Linked DNA regions of Mus musculus: region 2 is linked to region 1. The links are chromatin contacts, called in public Hi-C maps. All regions are on one chromosome and are shown on one strand. Each heading gives the region's core, a stretch centred on a gene start, on an enhancer-like site or on the middle of the called end of the contact. The rest is flanking DNA. Distances are from core to core; before and after follow the strand shown.

Region 1 (4,720 bases), core at 1,777-4,276:
GAAATTTCTCTACTTCTTCTAGATTATCCAATTTAGTGTACTATGTTTTCAAGGTATGTCTACCATTTTCTGGATTTTATTGGTAACTGCTATAATCCCTTCTTTTCAACTCTGATTTTACAGCTTGAATATTCTCTTAGTTTTACCAAAGGTTTCTTTATTTTGTTGATATTTTCAAAGAATTGACTGTTTTCTTGATTCTTTGTATTTTTAGAACTTCTATTTGAATAATTTCTGCCATGATTAGGGACCTTATTTTTGTATTATTATTTTTAACTTTAAAAATTGTGTGTGTGTGTGTGTGTGTGTGCATGTATACCTGTGTGTCTGCTTGCTGTAGTGTGCATGTGTGTGCATACAGAGGTCAGAGATTTTGTGAGAGTTCTCTCCATTTACCGTGTGGGCTCCTGGGACCCACTTGGATCCTAAGGTGTGGTAGCAGATGCCTTTCCCTCCTCTGCTCCTTTCTTATGGTCAAATAGAATACAAAAAATTATTTCAGTTTTGTGTGTGTGTGTGTGTTGAGACTTGCTTTGTGTTCTATATATGATCTATCTTAGAGAAAGTTCTGTGGACTGCTGGCAAAATGTTAGTTTCAGTGTTTGGAAGTCATCCACTTGATCTAGGATGTCATGCACTTCTGATGCTTTGTTCTGTTGATGGCCAGTGCTGTGCAACCGGCCCAAGGGGAGAATTTTACTTGCTTTTCTACTATTGGCTGCTGCCCTTAATGTGGCTTTTTTTTCCCCTAGCTGTTTAGAATGTCCTTTGATTTTCCAATACCTCCCTATACTCCAGCTTTCCCTAGCTTATTTTCTTGAGATTTTGGCTAAGTATACCTGAATGTTGCCATCTGTGTTGGATTTGGCAGGTTTATCTATTTTGAAAATAAATGTAAATAGAAAACAAAGTGTTTTGTGGTTATCATACATATTGCCGCACACAATTATAATTCACTGGCTAGTACTTTACTATGTCTCTTTCCTTTTGTCTTTTATACTCCTGAACCTTGACGGGGGTCTTTACAGTTCTGGGGTACTGAACTAGTTGTGCTGTAGTTTTTCCTCATCAAAATATGTGCGTATGTTTTATGTATGTGGAGTTATAGAACAGGGATATGCTACATCAAGAAAAAAACTTTTTACAATTTTGTTTATGTGAGGAGGAGAAAGCATATAGTTGCTCAAGATCTGGTATCAGTTACTATGGATAGAGAGCTAAAGCAGTGGCCAAGGTTATCCTAACATATATGTAAGCAGTGACACTTGGAAGGCTTAGATGTCCAAGTAGTTATCATCTCATTGTGTGCTGCATCTGTGATGCTGGAATACCAAAACACCAAGTCATATGGATTCTAGGCATTCTAATTTCTGTGACTCTGGTTCCATTAGTGTGGCCTCTATGTTTAGATTATGTGTGCATCTGCGTATATCTACACATTTGTAGTTTTTATTTGTGTTTAGAGGTAGAGTTCCATGCAGCCCAAGTCGGCTGAGCTCAGCCGTGCTGTGTAGCTGAGGGTGACTCTGAACTCCTTCCTTCTGTCACCTCCCAGAGCTGAGATTACAGGTATGGGCACTGTGCCCGATTGTTTGTTGTATCTTAAAAGTTTAGTTCTTTTAGTATATTAAGAATAAATTATTGTCTAGTTGTGGTAGTACATGCCTTTTAATACCATCCCTCAGGAAGCAGAGGCAGGCACGTCTCTGAGTTCAAGGCCAGTTAGGACTACACACAGTCAGACCCTCTCCCAATGTCAAGAAATAAATTATTGGAATTTAATAATATTTTTGCTATATGTACTTTTTATTTTGAATTTCCCTTTTGTTATTTGTCATCTTAATAACTTTTCGTTAGTTATTATAGGAATTTAAAGAAAAAAATCATTAAATGTTACGGCTCTAATGGTGGTGGTACCTGGGAGAATGGAGCCCATAAACGAGGTGGACTAAAGTTTCATGTAAAGTTCCATGTTTATTCAGAGCACCAGACAGTTTATACTCTGAGGGTTAAGGCATGAGTAAAGTGTACAACAGAAGGGCAAGTCACACATGGCAGACAAGCCTCATGTGACAAAAGGTTTTTCCATAGAGCTGTATAAACAAATAACAATATCCGGTTGTAATGAATAATCTGAAATAAACTCAACTCCTTTCCACTACACCTGGGAGGAGCATAAAAACACATTCCATGTAAACAATTTTTAAAACTCAGAACAGTTTTGTGTTTTACAGGAAACTGAGGTCACAAGACTCTTGCCTTGGTTTCTTGGGTTTTTCTCACAAGCACTCAGAAGTCTCCTTATACAACTCCTTTCTGGGTCATGTTCTGACAATAAAATAATAACCAGTGTTTATTAAGTATGTAAAACAAAAAACAACCCCCACAAAGAGGTTTGTGGGCACATGCTACCCTTAGTTTTTCCATGGAGGCAGAAGTAATCACATTTCTGTGAGTTCTAGGCCTGTAGTTCAAAAAACAACAACAACAACAAAAAAAAAAACCAAAAATCATTTTTCCTTTTTCCTTAAATTATAGAAAATATGATAATTATAAAATAGTTAATTTCTGAGAGTGCAGTTGCAATATTATTATTCCTAATTGTTAATTATGGAATAATACTAAAAGCTTATCTTCACTTTAATATTAAAAGCTTATCTTTAGTCTGAGAAGGGGATTAACCTGGTGAATTGTGAGAAACGTAAAATTCACCCAGGTGCTCTTTGGTAGATCTGTGTCAGAGTTCTGCAAGGGAGCAGTTTTCTCAGTTGGGTCCCGTAAGGAAGCCTTAACACAGGGACCATTAAAGCCGTGTTTATAAGGAATAAAGAAGAGCTGGCTAACGTGGGAAGCCTTTGTTGTGGCTACTGCTGAAAGAGACAGCTTGAAGAGATGTAGTGAAGGGTCCTGTGTGAGAGAGAAGTGTCAAGGAGACGCTCTGTGGACTCCGCACTACAGAACAACAGCGCAGAAACCTGAAGGGAGCAGAGCTGTGGGCCCTGCCTGTGCTTCTCAGTGGCTCAGATCTTATCTACAGTTAGTAAGCAAGAAAGCCAGTCTGCAGGGAGTGCAGAGTGTGCCAGGGGTGCTAGATAAGATCAGGAGTTGGCCAGTCATGAGGCTGGCAAGGACTGGGATATGCACACCAGCAGTTCTCAATTATATGATCTTGGGATGATCTCCTTCAAAACAGTCTTTGCTTATATGGGTTAGTATACCAATGTATATTTGCTGTACTTGAAATTAAATTAGAAGGGAAATGTGCTTTGTAAATTATGTTAATGTAAATGACATTTAGAAATAAAAGCTAATCTAAGAACAGAACAAAAATAATGAGAAAAATGACACAGTTTTTGCAGATTTGGGATGCCTGGCTATATATCTCATATCTAGATTCTCATATCTGCTTCTGTGTATGATCAGTTGTACTTCATTATTTGGCTGAAGTATATGAAGAAAATCCAATTTCATATGGAAAATATGGAAAAGGCCACTCGTACTGACCTAGTGAATAGACAGAGTGCTCAGACCTTACCTAGATTGCTTTTGCTAGAACATATGCTGCCCTAGTTAGGTATATATTAATAACAGTCGTTGTAAGTCATGGCCTTGAAGTATGTTCTCAGACCCTGTTAAAAGACATGCGTCATTCATACCCTCACCGCACTGTAGGGCTTCCATCTGTGAAACGTGGGCTGATTCAGGGACACAGACACGCCTTTCCTTCTCTCTTCCCTGGAAACCCCTGATGATGAACATTTTGGCTTTCCTGATGTAACTTTTAGATATATGTGATAGATTTCTGTGTTTGATGATCTTGGACAAAAGCTAGTCATGTATTTAGGAGTACTAACGATGTTGCTCAGTGGTTGTGTGCTTGCCTGGTTATATACAAGGCCCCTAGGATCCATGCCTTGCACTGCAGACAGAGTCACTAGAAAATAGTCTTGTTGGTGGTGGTTGTTGTTGTTGTTGTTGTTGTTATTATTATTATTGCCTTGGAGAAGATTGACTTCAAAAGATCTGAATTACTCCAAAATAGAATTCATATTTTTAAAATAAAGAAAAAAATGATTATTTCTTAATGAGCTTTTCATTTGCATAATATTCAGGCTTTTATGACATTTTCATGTTGAGAATATGACCTGGTGGGATTTAACACATTTATAGGGAATATTAAAATAAAAATAAACTGAGCCAGAGGGAATACTTACAGAATTGTGTACATAGAAACCTTTGCTGCGTATGGTTACCATCAATACAGACGCTGTCATTCTTTTTATGTTTTAGATCGCATCAAAGTGGATCCCCATCCCCTCATGCCATATTTGAAATGTCACTGTGGCAGGTTCCTCCTTATGTAGCACTTATTATTGATGATAATGTAGAAACTGTCACAGACGTAAACCAGGTTTATATGGGATTAGTTTCTAATTAAGGCAAATTTACTATTTAAATGTAATGGCTTTTTTTTCCCCCAAGGAAGATTAATGAAATATTTTTCTTCTTCCCCAAAGGAGCTACTGCTTTCTGGCATGCCGGAAATTGATGTAAATGATTGGATAAAAAATACAGAATACACAAGTGGCTATGAAAGAGAAGATCCAGTTATTCAGGTACAATCTCTCTGGAGCCTAGAATGAAGTTAAGTTTGCTATTTAATTTTGTAAGCTTTTCAGCTTTATTGGATGGAAGTCTACATCCATTAACAAAGTAAAGA
Region 2 (5,467 bases), core at 2,539-5,038, 200 kb after region 1:
CCCACATTTTCTAGGTGAGTCTGAAATCCTCTGGAGAATTAAATTGTGCATTAACTTTCAATTGTCCCTCTAAATCTTCTAGACAACCTAATGCAGTCCATACCAATCGATCTCCTGTGGAGTGTGGAGCACCATGCTTGAGCTGAGGTTGGCAGAGTACAGATGCTGCAGGCCTTCATAACCTAGTGAAAAGATGGTTCTTTCTGATATGCCTCCTGGGTCACTTGCAGACGCTGGTCATTGAGTTAAACAGCGTTTTGTCACTGTAAAATGTACATAGAGTGTCTGTTTGGGGCACTTGGCTCACAGTTCGGGGGGCTTCTTAGCCCTAACTGAGCAGACGTATTACCTTGTGTTTGTTTGTTTGTTTGTTTGTTTGGAGACCGGGTTTCTCCCTGTAACAGTCCTGGCTGTCCTGGAACCCGCTTTGTAAAACAAGTTGTCCTTGAACTCACAGAGATCTACCTGCCCTTGCCTCCCAAGTGCTGGAATTAAAAGCATTCACCATCATGCCCAGCCCAGACTTTTATCACATGGTGGTAGGAGGTGGGCAGGACAGCATGGCTAGAATGTAAGGTGTAGCAGAATTGGCCATCTCAAGGCTGTGAGCTGAAAAGAGAGTTTCACCATCCTTGTCTAAAGGCACATTCTCAATGACATACCCCACCCTTATAAGCCCAATTTCTTAAAATTCCTCTCAATAGCAGTCTAGTGAGTCTTTGAAGAACATTCCAGGTTCAAACTGATTCTAGTCATCACTCATGCACCCCGCCCCCCATGACACAAAACCTTCAAGAGAATATTTATCATTGTTTTGAAGACAAATGTTTTCTAAGGAGAATATGTGCCTTGATTTGCTTTTGTTCATTATGGAATAATTAATGTTGAAATGTGTAGAGGACATATTTACTATGGAGGTTGTAATCAACCCTTTATTTGACAAGTGGACCCCAGCCACCTTGTTATTTTGACAGAAGCTTTGTTTTAGAAATCAGTTTCAGTATCTAGCATAGCACCTGCCTATTACCCCAGGAGACTGAGCCGGGAGAACTGCCAGTTGGAGGCCAGATTAAGATGTATAGGGACTGTAGGGGAAGTGGAGACTGAGATGAGGGGGAAGACAGAGATCAGGATGTAAAGTGAATAAGTAAATAGATTAATGGAAGAAAAAAAGATATATAGCATGTTCCCATGGGCAGCTATGTAGTGAGACCCTGTATCAGAAAAAAAAAAAACAAAAAAAACAAAAAACAAAAATAAAACAAAATAAGCAATCAGTTAGATGTCATTTTTCTTTTCTAAGATTGGTCAAGTATCTCTGAAGATAATTTCTCATTTTACAATCAAAATGCTTAGAAGATGTATAAAGTCCTTCAAACATGACAGATTAAAGGGAAATCTGCTCAACCTTATAACATTAGAAATGGGAAGGCAGGGGAATGGCTTATGCTGAGAACAGAGTGGGGGAGAGAGAGAGAGAGACCCTGAGAGCTGCCCGACTTTTTCTTCTTTCCTTCAACTTTTTGCTGTCTCTCTTAAAGGTAATGTTTAAATTCTAGTAAAATTCATTTAGGATTCATATAATTAAAACAACAACAGCAACCAAACAACACCAATCCTTGTTTGTCTTTTGAGATTGCTTACTAATTTGTATTCTGCATCCATCCAAAAGATGGTTGGGATGGAAGTGACCAAAACCTGGGTAAGACCAGCAGAATCTAATTCTATGATTTGGAAACACAGTGCTATGCCTGGAAATCGACCAGCTGGAACAATGCACATCACCACATCACACCCTGGCTCCTTCTCCTCCCCCTCCTCCTCCTCCTCCTGCTCCTCCTGCTCCTCCTCCTCCTGCTCCTCCTGCTCCTGCTCCTCCTCCTCCTCCTCCTCCTCCTCCTCCTTCTTCTTTTTTTGAGACAGGGTTTCTCTGTGTAGCCCTGGCTGTCCTGGAGCTCACTTTGTAGACCAGGCTGGCCTCGAACTTAGAAATCCACCTGCCTCTGCCTCCCGAGTGCTGGGATTAAAGGCGTGCGCCACCACGCCCAGCTTCCTGTCTCTTCTTAATGGGGATAAAATAAACCACAGACATCACAGAAAGAGAACACTGTGCATTTTCTACAAATTTGTGAAATGGGTTAAGGGATGACATTATTCAGTCAGGCTATTTGAGGGCACAGAGACAGCAGGATTGCTTTTTGCCTTGTTACCACAATGAAAGCTTCTGGGTTTCTCACTGCCTTTTTCAAGGCTGCAAGATGTGGTTAAGTCTGCACTCTGACTGCCCTGATTTGACTCCGGCCTCCACCATTTGGAACTAGCAGTCCTGGTGCGTTCCTCCACTCCCTGCCTTGGCTTCTTTGGCTGCAAGATGACCATAACAAAGGGGCCTTTATTCTGAAGCTGTTGTGAGCACATATTGAGTCAATACATACAAAAATGCTTACAATAGGTCTGTCTTTCTTTTGAGGTATCTTTCCTTAACATTTCTTAAGTAATAAAATAGTTCAAGAAAAAAAAATAAAACCTAAAGACCATGACAACCCCCATGATTAGAAACAGGTTTTCTGGCACATGAATGAGCCTTTCAATTTTCTTTATATATTAGAAATTCTTGATACTTTTATTATTATGGTGGAAGAAAAAGGAGAAGGAATGAGATGTAGAAACAGAACTGTCAGATGAAATGGAAATTTCAGGAGAAAGAAAACCACTATTGCTTGTCTTCATATAGTTGATTGTCGCCGAGCTTAATTACAAAATGTATTTTTGGCTCCCTCACCATTTCGTGATTTCATTAAAGAGACACATAGTCTTTGGTGCAACATGAAGGACCAAAGAGCCTATAAGAGTTCAGAAATCTAAATGTTTCTACAGGATGCACGTTGTTCTCATAAAAACCAATTATATCTGGAAGAGAAAGAAAACAGGTACTATTCTCTAACTTCTTAGGGCATATCTATTGGTGGCTTTGTGGCTGTTACTAAAAAGGTTTTGTATGGAGCTGATGATAGAAATTGCTGTAATTCCCTTGGCTTCATCTGAAGTTTTGTTAAGTCATTTGCCCCTGTAGTCTATAACCTGATGTGGTTGTGTCTACTCTCAGGCACGCATGAATGACTTCTGTTGAGATATTTGTGTGTGTGTGTGTGTGTGATAATGTGTGGATTTTTACATTTCAAGGACAGTAGTGAAGTTTCTAGAACTTTTCTCTTTGAAAATGTAGAGGGTAGAACTATCAGTAGCTACGGGTAGAACATAAAATTTGTAGGAGTAATTTTTATTGTAAATGAGAATATATTATGATAACAACTTTGCAAATGACACTGGTAAAGTCAACAATTGCTTTGGGTGTGTGAATGTAAGTGATGTTTCAAGAGAGAATAGACTTCTTTCACTTAATCTATTATCAATGACTTTTAAAGAGTTGTAGTCTTCAAGTCCGTTACTCTGGGAATTCCAAGGTCTGACTAATCTAAGGTTATTAGACAGTTTATGAAGTTTAGACTTTTACATTAGGCAGACCATAATCACTGAAGGGTTAAAGATGCGCTTAGGACAAGGAAGAGGGGCCTTTAGAGGCCATTTCCTCCACTCTCAGCATTCCTGCCTGGCAGGTTGAGTCACACCAGTCTTTATTAAATGATGCATAATTTGGTGATAAATTGGTTTAGCTCTGCCTGTTATAAGTCAGGCCTGAGGTTTCACAGGGGTCAGTGTAGAGGCACTGTAGCTGTTTCATGTCATTAGTGTTCAGCCTGCTGCCATGTGTAACTGCTCCAGCACATGTCTTTCATTAGTGGCCACAATGCATGCTTTGTGTGTGACCATCCTTAGATGGTAAAAGCTGATTTAGAGCATTCCCACCTTGCTTTTATGCCAATAGACTCCATCAGACCCACATGTGTGTACAACACAAGACTTCTGTCCTGGGGTCAGGCTTATTTCCCATTTGTATCATGTCCTGCCCTGCCTATCCAGGGTAGATGTTCTCTCTGAAGTTAATGGGTGCTGAGTGCTGGGTAGGACTCTTCCTCCTTACTGTACCTCAGAAAGTTCTTATATTCCCACTTCCTTTATAAAACTTTCTTTTGCTAAGTGGAAGACAGTGAGCTGAAACAAAACTCTGCCATGGACTTGTCCAAATGTTATTGTGTGCGCTGTGAGTCACCTCCATGTTAATCAGGTCCCAGAGGGCACATCTAGAAGCTAGCCCTGTTAAACTCATTTTGTGGTTTGACTACAGTAGCAAGGACACAGGCATTCTCTAACATGGGTTGAGATCACGTTTTCTGTCTTGGTCTCTGCACCTTATTCTTAGAAGTGTCTTTCACAGAGGATTAGATTTACTTGGAAACAAAGTAGTGTAAGTGCCTTTGGGAGGCTACTGGGAATACAGCTTTGAGTTTGGAGCCAGGAGGTCACATCTGGCCTCCATTATTCCTTTGATGTGAAATGTTCTCTGCTTTCACAGTTTAAAGGCACATATCATCATCCTCTCTCCCACTTGTTGGAGAGCTAAATGTATGTAAATGTGTCCGGTGGTGCTTAGCACACTGTTGGCACTCTTCACTCACTCACTCATTCATTCATTCATTCATTTTCATCTTATGTCTAGTATTCTAAGCATAGAGGATGAAATAGACAAACAGGAATTGTTCTAGTGGTATGAGAAAGATATAAACCCACTAAGTAAGAGTGTTATAGTGGAGGTCAGGCAAGCTAAGTGTAATGCAGGAAAGTTCAATTGAAAGTACAGTGATGCTTTGGTGTCTGAAGATAGTTCCTGACTATTGGGAGAATCCAGGAGAAAAAGGATACTGGCTTAGAACAAGGCAGTGGCATGCTAGTGATGCAAAGATACAGGATTCTGTGTACATTCCAAGTAAAAAGTAAGAAGACGACTATTCCAGAAAAAAATGGAATTGAAAGGCTCAGAGGTAGGTGAGCAAGTAAACTGTGTGCATATTTGTGAAGAGAGCATTCTAAAAATGAGAATCTGGATATATGCTTTTCCTGAGTGGTGGCACAACAGTAGATGAGGTACCAGGAGCCATGTCATGTAAGCATACTAGGTCATAGTGACAATGTCAGTTTTCATATGAACTGAAGAGTCACTGGAGGGTTTTGGTCACAGGAACAAGATGATCTAGTGTCTTACATTAACTTTTCCTGGAAATAGACTCTGAGATGTACAGTCACATGGAACATCCTTATCTTGGTCATGTTTTTAGTTGAAGAGTCTCTGAGGGACTGTCAGCAGAAATGGGCAGAGGGAGAAGCTGAATCGAACACATTTGCAACAGCGGCTTCAGCCCTTCCACAGCCAGTCCCAAATGAAGACAAAAGAGCTGCGCCTTTGCATGTTCACATCGTCCATGGGGAGGGAACAACCTCTAGGAGACAGTTCTCTTTGAGGGAAAATCCTAGAGGCAGATTCAAATGTAAGGCATTGCCATTTGACCTT

The links. Hi-C and Micro-C count contacts between places; a contact is called where the count stands out from the background.
Region 2: a contact with region 1 is called in a Hi-C map of the N1E-115 cell line, with 1.6 times the contacts expected there. The contact joins two enhancer-like sites. A contact is called at or near these places in 1 of 15 datasets of contacts at CTCF or cohesin (the NIH/3T3 cell line), 1 of 484 Hi-C or Micro-C datasets (the N1E-115 cell line) and 1 of 9 other capture datasets (embryonic tail).

What each region holds. Positions count from the first base shown.
Region 1 is chr10:45,696,060-45,700,779 of GRCm38.p6, forward strand. Hace1 (HECT domain and ankyrin repeat containing, E3 ubiquitin protein ligase 1) reads left to right here. Exons shown (of 24, transcript NM_172473.3): 21 at 4,518-4,616. Among named protein-coding and RNA genes, the nearest start is that of D030045P18Rik, 110 kb to the right of the region's middle. Within about 2 kb of position 3,027, at least 11 of the 459 cell types and tissues checked have an H3K27ac peak or open chromatin away from gene starts, as enhancers often do. A contact at or near this core is called in the N1E-115 cell line, where this site is marked.
Region 2 is chr10:45,890,308-45,895,774 of GRCm38.p6, forward strand. No RefSeq gene overlaps it. Among named protein-coding and RNA genes, the nearest start is that of D030045P18Rik, 85 kb to the left of the region's middle. Within about 2 kb of position 3,789, at least 32 of the 459 cell types and tissues checked have an H3K27ac peak or open chromatin away from gene starts, as enhancers often do. A contact at or near this core is called in the N1E-115 cell line, where this site is marked.